2 separate regions of the Danio rerio genome follow, and region 1 is linked to region 2. The links are chromatin contacts, called in public Micro-C maps. All regions are on one chromosome and are shown on one strand. Each heading gives the region's core, a stretch centred on a gene start, on an enhancer-like site or on the middle of the called end of the contact. The rest is flanking DNA. Distances are from core to core; before and after follow the strand shown.

Region 1 (5,108 bases), core at 1,236-3,735, 130 kb before region 2:
ATCTAAACATAAAAAAATCCTACTAAATGTATTTTTAAATTAAATAAATATAGATGAATGTTTCAAATGAATGAATATTAAATCAATAAACAATCCTCATATCCAAATGTTTAAAGGCATTAATCAGTATAAACAACATCTGCCAGTCTTAAAATGACTCAAAACATAATATAAGACCTTTGAATCGTAAACTAATAAGCATGGTTATGGCTCAACTCAAAACAGTAGAGATGCATCATGTGACTTTGGCTGACCTTTCTCCAGCTTCATCCTCCATATTCAAGTCTTCATCATCACTAATAAAGGAATCACTGCTAGAAGCAGATGAGTCCCGTCTGTATAGCTGAACCCTGTGGAAAAAGTTAAACTCTTATCTTGGCCAACCAGACATACGAGAATGACAACCTAAGCCACAAGCACACAGAGAACAAAGTCTCTGATCTCTCTCTAAAAAAACATTCTACAGTAGGTGTCATTTTAATTGACTGCATTTGCTACATATGCCACTGCTAAACCCTAAATCCTTTCTCTAAAATGCTGTTACACTTTATAATGAACATACAGTATTACCTGTGCCAGCTATAAAAAAAATCGAGAGATCAGGACTTGTTTCTTTAGATTTAAGATTTACTGTATGGTTATGCTGGAGTAAAACATAATAACATTTAGCTTTTTTTTCCTGTAAACTACAGATGACATTTCATCCAAATTCAAAATAAAGCAATGTCATTTTAGATGCATTTTCTGCCAGAATAAGCTGTAAATGATCATGCCCATTAAAGAATAAAATATATTTACATTTTACTCAAACCAATATATGTAATAAATCCAGAGAAACTGAATGTTCAAGTGGCCTCGAGATTTTTTCAATAGATGTAAATAAAACTGCCCCTGAGCTTATATCAAAACAGTGAATGTCGCTGATGAAATCTTACTGTGTGCGAGTCGGTCCATGCTCTTCTCTTGTTTCTGACCAGCTGTTACTTTCCATGGAGTTGTAACTGGATGCAGGCGACTCTGCTCTCTCCACATATTGTCTGGTGAAAAATACGAATTTTTGATTGTGTCATTTATTACACACAAGAGACTGTAAACTGTAAGTGAATGGGTTGCATCTAACTACACGTACATAAGGCAACACTAAACTTAGTAAATAGGTCAAAGACACAATGTCCCATTTTGGAGTATGCATCAAATTAAACTTAGAAAGAGATTTATACATAGAACGCATATTAAATGGAAGTGGAAATTTTTGGAAACTTTAGCAAAAATCTATTTTAATTGTTCTATCGTCATTTAGTGTAAATGTTATATTATGTATAGTAGTCAACATTTGAAGTGGATCAAAACATTTGAAAAACACCCATTCTTGTCTTAGGACAATTCAGATTTTTTTTTCAAATGTCGACTATATACACTATAATTTTTTTTTCTCCATGTTTTTATTTGTTGAGAAAATTATTCTTTTCATCAAGGTGGCATTTATTAAATGTTAAATTTAACAAAAAACTGTTAAATTGTTAAACATTTATTAAATATATATTACTTTAGTAGTTTATATTAAATTATTACTCCAGTCACTATTGCATTTATTACTATTGCCATTAATAATAGTAACAATCATTAATATTAGAATGATTTCTGAAGGATCATGTGACTCTGAAGACTGGAGTAATGAAGCTAAAAATTAATAATTAAAATGACCGGAATAAATGATTAAATTAAATTATAAACTACTTATGAACAGTTGTTTTAAAGTGCAATAACATTTATAAATTTGAATTGCATTTTTGATTAAATAAATGCAGCCTTGGTGAGCAGGAGAAGCTTATTTTAAAACAATATAAATCTTTCCGACCCCAAACCTTACGGTAGTGTGTATAGCAGAACCTGTATATATACAGAACCTGTTACATATATTATTGAATAATAAGCAACAATCAAAATATATATATATATGATAAATTATTAAAAACCTGAGAAATGGCCAAGACAGGTAGGTTAAAACTTAGTTGTTTTAAGGTTTAAGATAACATGTAATTATAGCTTTCTATAATTAATGAGTCTTTTACTGTTATCAAATAATTCCTGTCCTAAAATGCCTGACAGAATTTTTATACTACTGTTATACAATGCCAGTTAATTGGTTAAATGTGTTATAAAATTAAATGTTTAATTTCTAATATGTATGAGTTGTTTGTTCTTTAACACTAAAACAGAATATGGTATTGTACGTTTGTTTTTGTGTTTGAAAGCGGATTTATCTCACCAGCAGGTGTCGCACTTGAACCACAGAACATGCACGCGTCTAAAATGAACATCAACATGGACATCAACTGCTGAATCATACCACCCCACCAATATCATATTACCAAAAAAGCCATATTACCCCACAGGATCGGAGTATCCCAGAGAGAATGGAAGTGTCCTCTCAGGAAGGACGTCCTCTTCATCCCCATTTTCACTTCCGAATGCGGAAGCCCCGATTCCTAATGGCAGACTGTTGTCTGACGCCATGTCCACGTCGTCGTCCATGTTTTGCTATTTAATCTTCGTTTGTCACAAAACTGATGATTACCCTGTTAAGAGAGATGCGCAGATTACCCTCAATTGCCTTTTTGTGAATGGACCATGCCTCTTCTTGCAGGAGGACTGCAGTGCTGCGACGTGAGCATTAAAATCGAAGATGTTTGTTATATAGGGCTTAACCCTTTCTATACCACACACACAAGTAATGTTTTAGTCCCCTAATTTCTGATGCCAGTTGCAAAAATGGCAGTTTAGCAACCGACAGACAATCATGAACTGCCTGCTTATGTCTGGGCTTACTTATAAACGTACAGCAGAGCACTGTAACGTGCTGATTTACTTTTGGCGTCACGAGTTTTTAAGATGTTTCCAGCAGTGACAGAAACGCTGTTTGAGGTAAAGAGACTTTTTAACCTTAGTTGTTCTTGTTAACACAGGTTGGACCGGTTCAGTACTGTTTACTTCATAAATATGCAAAAAAATGGTACGTTAACATGCTAATTAATGTGCACAACAACAACAAAACTAGCTAGTTACGTTGAGAAAAGTCCATTTGTCCTAATATTTAAAGAAACTTTTTGTTCAGCAAACGTTAATCATATGGCCTTTTTGATGTCTTTTGGACACACAGTTTATGTTAATAAGAACTTTAAGCCTATATTAAAGTATAGCTATAGCAGCTGTCTATTAATAAACTTACCCGTGTTTGTTGTTTATGTCTTTAGCAGTGTTTCTGCCCTCTCCTGTCGATCAAGCTTAGTTCGCATAAAATTCCGGAAATCGACGCTAACCCGGTTGGTTAACTAGTGCATTTTTGATGATTTTTCCATAAACTGTTTTCTATTAGCATAAATTGTGGACTCGTATGATACTACAGACACGTGTATATTAAACTTTACTAGCGAACCTACTTCTACGCGCTGCTAATGTGTCTGATAAGAATCACTTTCGATTTGAAGTTGTTCACTTCCTGGTTTTCTTAAAGAAACTGCAGTCAAAATATTTAGTGACGTACAGTTAAAGTCAGAATATTTGTCCCCCGAATTATTTGCTCCCTTGTTTACCCCCCAATTTCTAGAGAGTAGATTTTGTCAGCACATTTCTAAACAAAATAGTTTTAATAACTCATTTCTAATAACTGATTTATTTTATCTTTGCCATGATGACAGTAAATAATATTTGACTAGATATTTTTCAAGACACTTCTATACAGCTTAAAGTGACATTTAAAGGCTTAACTAACTAGGCAGGTAAGACTAATTAGGCAAGTTATTGAATTAGGATAATTTTTTGTTCTGTAGACTCAAATGACAATACAGCTTAAAGAAGCTAATTGGACCTTCAAATGTTTTTTTTATTATATTTTTTTATTCAAGCCGCAATAATACAAATAAGACTTTCTCCAGAAGAAAAAAATATTGTCAGACTTACTGTGAAAATTTCCTTGCTCTGTTAAACATTATTTGGGAAATATTTAAAAAAAAATTAAAGGGGGGCTAATAATTCTGACTTCAACTGTAGATTTTGTAGTTAGCCTAGTAGCTTACAAACAGTATAGTCCTCTATTTTACTGGCAAAATGTTTTATACACAAATTTAAATTTGTGTCTATAAAGCTTGTTTCTAATTTTTTGTAAATATTTTAAATAATATTTGGAGACAATCTCTGCCTCCAGCAATGTTTTAAAATTGATACTGTAAATTTTATGTATCTTTTCTATAATATTCATATGACATTTTTATATGTGACCTTTTATACATCACTGCGATCGTGCTTTAAGATAACTTTAAAATGTTCTATTGAAATTTATATTACATCTGGCTTTATTGTTGTTTCTCTTTTTGTTTTGCTATGTTCTGCTTGTATTTTATTTTATTTTTTGTAGGATTTATCACTTTTCAGTATAAATTTGTACTCTTGTTGAAGGTTCTAATAAAAAAAAAAAAAAAAAAAAACAGTTTAGTACTCATAGCCGATGTTACATGCTAAGCAGATTTTTTTTTTAAAGTGAAATTATCATTAGTGCACTGGTTTTGTGTTTGGAAACGACTTTGTTTGTTCTTTATTCAGTACATAATTAAATGGTTATTTTTAGCCTGTATCCACAATCCTTATTTTTTTACAATGAAAAATAAAATCTGGTATTGAATTTATTCTTCAATGTCAAAGTGCGTCAGTTTTCACAATTGTTATAGAACTTCCCATTCAGTCCCTTATGGGAGAAATGACAAAAAGAGTAATAAATGACAGAAAACGGTCAAACCACTCGCTCTACAAACAAGTGTGTTCAAAATTACACACAAAAAGTAGAACAATATAATAATATATAAATAATAATATAATATAATAGTAATATAAAAATATCATTTTACAACATCAAGCTGCATAACTATCTTTTTTTAACATCTAAAAATCAATGGAAGTGAATGAGACCGGAAGTGTTGAGCCAAAAAGATTCCAATGGCTGCGCTCGCTCTTACATGATGATTACGGTCAGCAGGACATTATTAATTTTTTGGACATTTTTGTAAACATTATAGCTCAATGCAATGCAGCTTAACATTTCAAATACAGTATGG
Region 2 (5,424 bases), core at 2,371-4,870:
AGTTCTGTGGGTGCAAATGTCTTGTTGATGCCAGAGGTCAGAAGAGAATGGCCAGACTGGTTCGAGCTGATAAAAAGGCAACAGTAACACAAATAACCACTCTTTAAAAACAAGGTCCGCAGAAGAGCATCTCTGAACACCCAACACGTCCAACCTTGAGGCGGATGAGCTACAGCAGCAGAAGACGACACCGGGTGCCACTCCTGTCAGCTAAGAGCAGGAAACTGAGACTACAAACCAAAAACAATAGAAGATTAGAAAAACATTGCCTGGTCTGATAAGTCTCAATTTCTGCTGCGACATTTGGATAGTCGGGGCAAAATTTGGCGTCAACAACATAAAAGCATGGATTCATCCTGCCTTTTATCAACCCTCAGGCTGGTGGTGTAATGGGGTGGGGGGAAGGGGTAATGCGTCATGTTATAAAGCGTGAATCTTCTCAGACTGGTTTCTTGAACATGACAATGAGTTTACTGTATTCAAATGGCCTCCACAGTCACCAGATTTCAATCCAAATCTGCAGCAACTGTGTGATGTTATCATGTCAATATAGACCAAAATCTCTGGGGAAACATTTCCAGCACCTTGTTGAATGTATGCCATGAGGAAGGATTAAGGCAGTTCTGAATGCAAAAAGGGGACCAACATGGTACTTGTAAAGTTTACCTAATATAGTGGCCGGTGAGTGTATTATCTAGTAACTACCCCAACGGTGCCACCACCTGTCCAAATATGTATTCATGTTTATGCTAATAATAATTATTGAACTGCAAAAGCTAAATGATTGCTCTGGATTGCTATGTACTGTTTGCACCAAATTAATTATTTGCATTATTGAAATGTTCAGCCATTTTGAAGCACTTGACTTGTATTTTACTATTCTTTGAACTGTTTTAGATTCCGGATTGAGTAACGCTCAAATTAATTTAACAAAAAAGCTTGCTGAAGTGAAATATACACTTGTGTATTCAGAACATGGGTGTGTGCCGTGATTATGTTTATGTTACACTGTGTACACTGAGAAACCACAAGACTGGTGTGAGGGCCAGTATACATCTGGTTAACGTTGGTTAATATCTCATTTTCACCCATTTTGATGATTGCTGTGGAATACTATATTTTTCAAACACATTGACGTATCGCTACAGAACTTAAACACCATGCCCTGAAGATACAGTAACTTTCGGGCAGTAACTCCTTGTTAAATTATAACAATTTTTAAAAACATGCTTATTATGTTTGTTTAGTTTTGTCTTTTATCATAAAACTGGTCTTGTTTTCCTTGAACATTGATACAAATAATGCCATCATTGACTTAAGTTTCTAACTTAACCAAATTTGCTAAGATTGTCATCCAGCATAATGTTATGAACTTACTGTTGATGGGTGAGTTTATGTTTACCATATTGACCAATTTGATACCTGAACTCCATCTCAGGTTGTATCTCTTTAAATCATCCAACTTGTCCATCATCATCATCTCAACAAATCAGTTTGGTAACAGCGTCCCCTATTGGTCATTTGGGAATGTATTGATGCATTGATGTTACTTGCATCTTCACACACTGGCCACTTTATTAGGTGCACCTTACAAGTACCGGGTTGGACCCCTTTTACCTTCAGAACTGTCTTTATCCTTCATGGCATAGATTCAACAATGTACTGGAAATATTCCTCAGAAATTTTGGTTTATAGTGACTTGATAGAATCACGCAGTTGCTGCAGATTTGTCGACTGCACATCTATGATGCAAAGGTGCTCTATTGGATTGAGATTTGGTAACTGTGAAGGCCATTTGAGTACAGTAAACTTATTGTCATGTTCAAGAAACCAGTCTGAGATGATTTGCCCTTTATGACATGACGCGTTACGCTGCTGGATGTAGCCATCAAAAGTTGCTGCCATGGCTAACTAGAAATTTTCATTATTGAGTGGTTGGACAGGTGTACTATAAAGTGGCTGGTGAGTGTGTATTCATTATTTGTCTTCAAAAACAAAAATACTTTCAGATTATAAATGAGTGCACCCCCGTTTCAGTTTATATATTATATATGTAATACATATATAATGCATATTTGGTGTGTTTTTGTGACCAATACAGTTTAATTAAAGAGTTTATCCATTTAATATATGAATATATAATCCAGCAATAAAGATACTACATTTATCTACACATATCTACTATCTGTCTCTTTCTCTCTGAACTCGTTTTGATTGTATTGTAATGATGTGTAAAAATGCTTTGGAATGATAATTATAAATTAGAGCATTATATAAATAAAATTGAAAATAATAACTATAAAATGTTAACTTTGAAATAAAATATAAATTTATATTATTATTATCAGGCAGTACTGAGTAGCTATAAGTTGGAATTTATATTTTTATTAATTATGAAATATATTAGTGATATAATTTTTTTATTGTTTTTTATTTGTTTTTTTTTTTTACTTATTTGTATTTACATAAGTTTAAGTTAAATAAGTTTAATACAACACACTTTCTTAGCAACTTGCTGAAACAAAAAGTAACAGCATTATTTTAAAAACAGCACCTCACGCACCCCGTTTTATTTTTTCCCAATTTTTGTTTAATGGAGAGCAGATTTTTTCAACACATTTCTAAACATAATAATTTTAATAACTCATTTCTAAAAACTAAATTATTTTATCTTTGACATGATGACAGTAAATAATATTTGACTAGATATTTTTCAAGACACTTCTATACAGCTTGAAGTGACATTTAAAGGCTTAACTAGGTTAATAAGGTTAACTAGGCAGGTTAGAGTAATTAGGCAAGTTATTGTATAAAGACGATTTGTTCTGTGGACTACTGAAAAAATGAATAGCTTAAAGCGCTAATCATTTTGAACTTAAAATGTTATATATATATCTTTATTCTAGCCAAAATAAAACAATTTAAACTTTCTTCAGAAGAAAAACTATTATCAGATATACTGTGAAAATGTCCTTGCTCTGTTAAACATCATTTGGGAAATATTCAAAAAAGGAAAAAAAAAAGAAAAAAAAATCAAAGGGGGGCTAATAATTCTGACATCAGCTATATATATATATATATATATATATATATATATATATATATATATATATATATATATATATATATATATATATATATATATATATGATAAAGAATATGGAATTAGGTTAAAAACTATGAATTTATTATTAACTAATTATCATTAATAGATTCATTAATATATGTGGTCAAAGGTTTTTGTGAAGGCTGTGCATATTAATTTGTATTATTAAATAAGCGGAAACTTACGATAATATTTTTTTTGTTTGTTTTGCAATAGAAAAATTATAAGAACAATAAATTAGACACATTTAGACACTCAGGAGACTGATGATAATCAATCCATCATCCTTTGTATTGCATTACGTCATAGTTTTCAGGCTGGTTTACGTGCCGAGGAGCCCAAACTGGTGTTTGCTGTTAGTTGTAGTTCTTTCCATGCACTGTGACGTCAGCGCCAGCAGTAAAATCCAGTTACATGACTACACTTACCATAATGCACTCCGGGCAAAAGTGCTGGTGGGTGGAGACTACTGGTGCGAACATAGATTTCTGTACCTGTCTGCTGAGCTAGTCCGATTTATCGTTCATTTCTCTTAAGTGTGCAGTTGCAGTGTGTATAGAAGGCGACTCGTATGGTGCAAAGAAAGCTAGACGTTTTAGGCGCTCAAAGGGTTTGGTTTTCCTCACATCATGGAGAAACAGTTGCATTTGAATTTGCTAGCCTCTAAGCCCCCAATGGCAGGTTTGCAGTCGGGATCTAAAATAAGAATGGGGTGAGTTTACACTTTAATATCATGTTTAGCCATCGTGTAATGCTTACATACTAGACAGGGTGTTAGAGCAACCCTTTATCGCTGATGGCCGATTGCTGTCACGATCTACATTCGTGAGTCACGAGTCGTAACAATTCTCGAGATCTGTTGAATATTTTCACGTGTAACTGCTTTGAAATCTCTCAAACCTGTCTTAGTTTAGCTAACAGCAGTATGTGGTTTAATTCTGCCCCTCTGATCTGTGTGACTCCTGCGTCTTGTGTCTCATCCAAGCAGCACGATCACGACTCACTCGATAGCGATGATCGAGTCATTCTCCCGAATCGGATCATTTCTCCTGCTCGTTTGGTACTAACTAGTGTGTTCTAGTATTAATGCTATTTGGAAGTATGTTTGCTGCGTTGTGATTGTCACGTGACCTGCTAGCGTCAGTTGCGTCGCTTATTTAGCCATTCACAAATCCTGTCCCATGACCTCCCAGCAAGCTTTTTTTGTTTTTAAAAGATGTCTAATAGACGTCTTAACAGTCGTCTTGGCTAAAACAAGGCTACATTTGGGCTTTCAGTGAAAATCTAATATACGTCTTAGAATAGGCCAAAACTAGACTAAACATCAAATACACAGAATTAAATGACTACAGATATAAAGTCTGTCTAATCTGTCTATTTTGGGCTATTTTTTAGATCGCTATTAGATTTTCACTGACATTTTTTACGAGTTTAGCCTTGTTTTAGCCAAGCTGTCTTTGATTAGATGTCTATTAGACGTCCATTAAACACCAAATTGTTTGCTGGGCTCAAGGTAAAGTATGCCCACTTTAGTATCCCACTGAAAGTAGTGCATTCTTTGAGTACTCTAGTCATTTATGAGTACTTTGAATTCAGACTAAAGGTGCAGACTTAACCAATAAGTGAGGTAAGCAGTCGCTTAGGGGCCCCCAACCAATGCACAGAGACCTATATTAATCATATAGCTTTTTTATTAATTTTCTATAATATGTTGTAAAATCTGGCGATGCAGTGGCTCGGTAGGTAGTGCTGTCATCTCACAGCAAGAGGGTCGCTGGTTCGAGCCTCGGCTCAGTTGGCAATTTTGTGTCGAGTTTGCATGTTCTCCCTTCGTTCATGTGGATTTCCTCTGGATGCTCTGGTTTCCCCCACAGTACAAAGACATGCGGTACAGGTGAATTGGGTAGGCTAAATTGTCCATAGTGTATGAATGTGTGTGGATGTTTCCCAGAGATAGGTTGTGGCTGGAAGGGCATCTGCTGTGTAAAAACGTGTTGGATAAGTTGGCGGTTCATTCCGCTGTGGCGACCCTGGATTAATAAAGGGACTAAACCGACAAGAAAATGAATGAATGTTGTAAAATCTGTCTATAACTATTAAGATTTTAACGTTATTAGCCTACTACTCTTCAAAAGTGGAACATTCTTTTCTTACTGCACGTGCAAGTATTAAAATCTAATCACAAATATGACTTATTAACTGTACATAATGTTTTATTTGTGAATTTATTGTGTTTAATTTGACATTAAGAAGATAAAAGTTCCACTTAAAATATATATTTTATCGTGTGGTTTATTTACAAAAAAAAATCTGTAAAG

What was found. Hi-C and Micro-C count contacts between places; a contact is called where the count stands out from the background.
Region 1: a contact with region 2 is called in a Micro-C map of caudal fin, with 11 times the contacts expected there. The contact joins the promoter of cnksr2b here to the promoter of ppme1 in region 2. A contact is called at or near these places in 5 of 18 Hi-C or Micro-C datasets (caudal fin, embryo, hematopoietic stem cells and 1 more) and 3 of 4 datasets of contacts at active chromatin or transcription factors (caudal fin, embryo and gastrula embryo).

The regions. Positions count from the first base shown.
Region 1 is chr21:26,965,362-26,970,469 of GRCz12tu, reverse strand. cnksr2b (connector enhancer of kinase suppressor of Ras 2b) reads left to right here and starts at 2,485. Exons shown (of 22, transcript XM_073935398.1): 1 at 2,485-2,925. nlrc3l1 (NLR family, CARD domain containing 3-like 1) reads right to left here and starts at 3,490. Exons shown (of 7, transcript XM_009295431.4): 1 at 3,230-3,490; 2 at 2,390-2,579; 3 at 936-1,037; 4 at 255-350. The coding sequence starts at 2,535.
Region 2 is chr21:26,832,947-26,838,370 of GRCz12tu, reverse strand. ppme1 (protein phosphatase methylesterase 1) reads left to right here and starts at 3,620. Exons shown (of 14, transcript NM_199937.1): 1 at 3,620-3,818. The coding sequence starts at 3,736.